2 separate regions of the Zea mays genome follow, and region 1 is linked to region 2. A link is a contact called in public Hi-C data. All regions are on one chromosome and are shown on one strand. Each heading gives the region's core, a stretch centred on a gene start, on an enhancer-like site or on the middle of the called end of the contact. The rest is flanking DNA. Distances are from core to core; before and after follow the strand shown.

Region 1 (2,700 bases), core at 171-2,670, 140 kb before region 2:
TATATGCATACCCCACAAAGGCAAATCATCTTGATTGTAGCACAATAGCAGGGGGCAACGTGTCCAAAAAAGAAAATCATAAGTCAGTACATCAAGTGCATAGTGCATACAGATTTAGTTATTTCTATAATGGCAAGCAGGCACACCAGTTAATAAAACATAAAAACATATAGCTCACCAATGAAAAATTCAAACCAATATGAGTTCTCAATCGCATCCGACAATTGCTTAGCCTTGACAAGATCGAGGTCTAGCGAACAAATTGTGGCCTTATCAACATTCTCTGAGACAAAGCATTACAAATTTTAGTCATCGGCCTCATCACATCTACATTACCCCTTCACTGTTAAAGTACTGAAGCAGGACAAAAGCAAGGATCACTTACTTCCAAACTTTATGTCGATCTGGCTGTCAATGAGCTCATTCCCACCAAGGACCTCGCCGAGTCCTCCCCACTTATGCACATGGTTTTCTGACGCATGGCAAAATGGGAGGCTGTAGTAGTTGTATGTCTCCTGCGGATTGTTGTACGGACCAACCTTGTTCACCCAGAGCGTCACAGGCTCCGCTGCTTGGTACTAAAATAAACAAACAGCAGCAGAAAGAAAGAAAGCGCATGGATGAGAACGATTAGACAGCTTGTTGGCAAAAACGTAAAAATCCTATCTAGCGCTGGGCACAAAATTCACCTAACTTACACAATGGAGGCAAAAGCAAGGCACAAGCAATACGTACCTGAACTGAATGCAACAAAGAAAAAATAGTCATAGAAGATGCACTTCGATCGGTCTAACGTCAGAAGATTACTAATCGACACAATGGCCTGAAGGTTTCCACACTGTTGTTTCTCCCCATCCATTTCACTCCCAACCGCAATCGGCTACGAACACAGATAAGATCTAGCAACCGCTCGACAGCTCGACCCGGCGCGCAATACAGAGAGATCCCAATCGCCCGGGCCGGCGACACGCAGATCTGACCCCAAGCGATCGCGGATCTAGCGTGTGCGGAGCGGAGCGCGCGAGCCGAGCCAACCGCTGTCGCTGGGAGGCACGACACCAGGGGGGAGGGGAGCAGGTTTTCCGTCGCATGTAGTGTGCTCGTTTCGACGGGGCGAGACTGGGAGATGGGGGGCAAGTCGTCCGGTAGACCGGTACCTTGTGGTCGGAGTCCGAAGCGGCGGTGAGGGGTACGAGGATGAGGAGGGTGATGGCGGCGAACGCAGCACCGGCGGCGGAGGCCATTGCCGGATGGAATGGCCGGCCGGCGCGGAGCGGTGGTCGTCTCTCTGTTTTCCTCCTTGCCTTATGGAGTGCGACTGTGCGAGTGCGACACGAAGGGGGGACTGCTGCATGGAAGCCAGGGGAAGCCCGAGGTTTTTGAGGAAAGCTACAAGCCTACAACACGCTGAGCAGACTTCAGGCTGTAGCCTGTATGGAGACCGTCAGATTTTTTTTTTACTTTTACATTTTAATTGTGTTGCTTATATTTTATTTATTACTACGTACTAAAAATATTGATATTTTCAATTTTTAGAAAAAACATTTGATTATTCGTCTTATTTAAAACTTTATATACATATTGGTTATTTTATTATAGTTTATTTTATTATTAAGCACACTTTAATGATAAGTTATTTATTGTTTAAAAACTGAACACAAATAGTGTAATATAATATATAAAATAGAAAACATTAACTATTTTAAAATTTATAAAGTAGTTTACTTACAATTAACTTTATTTTATCAAAAATGTTTATTTAGATTCATTGTTGTAATTGTAGGAATGAGAGATTGTGTATAATGTGTGGGATATATTGCATTGAGTGTATAGAGAAAATATAGGAGTACATAACATGGATGGCAAGAAGTCTATCCTAGAGTTGAGGAAGGTTATTCTAAAGATAAGGAATGTTATCTCGGGATTACAATCTATCTTAAACCAACCATATCAGGAGTTACTTAATATACTCCAACATCCCCGTAGTCGTAGTGTTAGCAACACGAATGGACGGACTGGAGAACAATTGAGTTATCCCCCTCGGTAGGAACGTCATGCGAATGCGGCGACTAGAGTAGCCCATGCAAATGATAGCCCTTTGTGCCGATAATGTCGAGGTACCGAGTGCAAGGGCATAGAGCGTTGTGTCAGTGCTGTGTGTAGGGAGTTGTGGTCGATGGAGCTATTGAGGATGTCAAAGAAGACAAGCCGATAAGTCGCGGCACAGGCGCAGCATGCGGGAAGGCCCGCAACGCACCAAGAGGCGTCAGGGTGACGATGGCGCAGAAGGAGGGCACCATAGACGAAGACGACTATGCAGTTGTAGTGGAAGAAGCTGACATTGAGGACGATGTTGTCAAACCGCCATGGACGAGGCATGCCCCATGTTTGCCACGCCTAGAAATGTGTCGTACACGAATGCATATGTTGGTGTTTGCTAGTACCACACATACTAGGTAGAGGCCCCAACCAAGTGTCAGCGTCTGAAAGGGACCATCAGAGAAGACCTCCACAACGGTTGTGGTACAATATGACGGGAGTGTCGTTGCAGCTCACGGTTATCAGAGCGGTGAGGATGAGACAGCGACGCTAGCAACAAGGTTGTGCTGGATGAAGGCAAAGAGGTAGGCGTGGCGACACATTGAGGTTTCTGGAGCTGTCACGTCAGGAGAGCCACGACGCATAGGAAGAAGGTCCTTG
Region 2 (2,700 bases), core at 111-2,610:
AACTATAATACCAAAATAATCACATATATATAATATATTGCCTATCTTAAACCACACCTGGCAGTGTCGATCTCCATTAGTTTCTAATAGACATCAATTTGGCCCTCAACTAATCTTCAAGCCGTCCTCTTCACTAGCGACCACAAACCTACAAAGGCACATTGCTTCCGTGCATTGCTGACAGATAAATTTCATGAGGAAATCCGTCAGCATATAAGCATATTGCGGCATATGGTGGGCCAAGGGATTGGGCGGCGCGATGGGCAAGCCGATAGACAAGAGGCACGATGCCACGACTAATGAAGAGGATCTAGACATGGTCGAGGTCGAGACAGAGGAAAGAGAAATAAGATAAGATGAGGCTGCTCAACGTCATGATCTGTGGTGCTGAGGTCAGCATTACAGACCATATGACATCCAAGTGGTGTCAGATCACTGTCCATAGTATTTGACTTATATCTCGACATCTCGTAACTTATGGTGCTGACACGTGTAATCTTGATGCGCCATGAAGCCGAAGCATTGTGTGTAAACATATGATTCGTTTCTCCAAAAAAAACTAAACATAAATTTTTTATGAAAAAACAAAATAAAAAAATCAGGCGTACATTTATCGTGGCACTGGCATCCATCGATCGTCCAAACATGTCAACTAATAAATACTTATAATAACGTCAAACAGACTTCTTATAAGTGCTGCCAATAAATCACTATCTGCGTGATTGGTTGGTTGGCCGCTGTCTCCAGGCCCGTGGCGTTCCATTGACTTTGCACAACGTCTGTTTGGTTAACTGAAGAAGAGGGTGGCAGCCTGCACCCGCACATGCAGCAGAAGTATTTTTTTTCGCTTGATTGTCTGCATGCGCGGAAACACATCTATCCTGCGTACCCAGCGGTCCGGGCTAGCTGGAGACCGACGCTCGACGTCGAGTCAACCAATCATGCAGTATATGCATGCGTATTCCCGTGTTAATGTATTTCAAATCTCCAAAATCAATCCAAGTTGCTATATGAACATATATAGGCCATTAGATGACATCGTTTCTAGATGGGCAAAAATAAGTGTGGGAAAGATACGCTAGCCAGCTAGCTAGCTAGTAGCTACTAGGTGTATTTGAATGAATCAGCATCGACACGCTAAATTTCTACTATTATGATCCAAATCTTAACTGTTTCCGTATCATAGTAATAATGGTACGATTCTATATCATTTCTTTCCAAACGGACGGCTATAAAATGAGATCTCTATTCCTCCTTCCCCTAGGCCCTAGCTAAGCGCTCCAGGATGGCATGCAGTCTCAGCAACCGCCATTTTGCGTTTTGATTTGATTCCCATCGCCAGCGCCGGCGCCGGACGACATGGCTCGCAAGAAGGTGACCCTGCAGTGGATCGCCAACGACTCGACCCGGCGCGCCACCTTCAAGAAGCGGCGCAAGGGGCTGATGAAGAAGGCGAGCGAGCTGGCGACGCTGTGCGACGTGGACGCCTGCGTGGTGGTGTACGGCGACGGGGAGTCGCAGCCCGAGGTGTGGCCGGACGACGTGGCCAAGGCGGCCCAGGTGCTGGCCCGCTTCAAGGCGATGCCGGAGCTGGACCAGTGCAAGAAGATGATGGACATGGAGGGCTTCCTGAACCAGCGCATCGACAAGCTCAGGGAGCAGCTGCGCAAGGCGCGGCGCGAGAACCACGAGCGCGAGACGGCGCTCCTCCTGCACGACGCCATCGCCGGCCGCCGCCCGGGCCTCGCGGGCCTCTCCGTCGAGGAGATCGCCGGCCTCGGCTGGATGGTGGAGAACCGCCTCAACGGCGTCAAGGATGCCATCGAGCGCCTCCAGGCCGCCACCGCCGGGAAGGGCGGCCAGGACGTCGTCCTCCCCGACCCTGCGACTGCGACGACGAACCTGCAGCTGCAGCTGCCTCAGGTGAGCCTGCTGCCGCTGGTGCCCTACAGCGTCGACGCCCCCGCCGAGCACGGGCACGCGGGCGTTGTCCATGAGGCGGCTGCGCAGCCGCAGGCGCCCAGCTGGTTGATGGAAGTGGCCAAGGCCGGAGGGGACCTCGGCGCGCTCGTCTACAGTGGCTTCGGTGGTGGGCGCGGGAGCTTCGGAGGCGCCGGCGGCACCAGCGTTGGGGTGGTGGCTGACATGCTGCCTCATCTGGGCAATTTGGGCGCCGGATTTGGGTGGGCTGATCCTGGCCTTTCTCCTTTCCCTCCGATCTGAGGACCGGAGGCGCCCCGGCCGCCACAGTCGACGGCACCATCGCCGTCGTCGTCGCTCGTCATAGTACTCGTATCCGGTCCTGCCGTCGTTCGTGTCCGGTGTCCCGTACCGTACCGCCTATATATAATACTCCACTCCATCCTAGTATATGATTTTATTTTTACTTGCCAGTGTGGTTTTTCATTCGTCCTAAGTATTGTACTTGTCATGCGACATACATGTCGGTTACTGTGTATGGTGTTGGAACAAAAACGGATTCATGAATTGTTACCCTTTACAGACATCATATCATATCATCTGTACATGTAATGCGCTATATTTTATGTCAGACCACATATATGCACAGTGTTGACATTGATCTGGACGCCAATCACCTTGATGTGTACTAGCGTTGGTGTTTTCTGCGGTAGCGCGGATAGTCCACGGCCTAGGGCCGGATGGTCCGCAACCGCCGGTAGGAGCGGAGTGTTCTCTGTA

The links. Hi-C and Micro-C count contacts between places; a contact is called where the count stands out from the background.
Region 1: a Hi-C map of tassel shows a contact between it and region 2, with 4 times the contacts expected there. The contact joins the promoter of LOC100272502 here to the promoter of LOC103628691 in region 2. A contact is called at or near these places in 5 of 25 Hi-C or Micro-C datasets (ear, endosperm, leaf and 1 more).

What each region holds. Positions count from the first base shown.
Region 1 is chr5:175,483,170-175,485,869 of Zm-B73-REFERENCE-NAM-5.0, reverse strand. LOC100272502 reads right to left here and starts at 1,420. Exons shown (of 12, transcript XM_008683160.4): 1 at 1,158-1,420; 2 at 386-578; 3 at 179-283; 4 at 12-29. The coding sequence starts at 1,244.
Region 2 is chr5:175,347,615-175,350,314 of Zm-B73-REFERENCE-NAM-5.0, reverse strand. LOC103628691 (agamous-like MADS-box protein AGL80) reads left to right here and starts at 1,360. Exons shown (of 1, transcript XM_008648849.2): 1 at 1,360-2,223. The coding sequence starts at 1,360. The coding sequence ends at 2,223.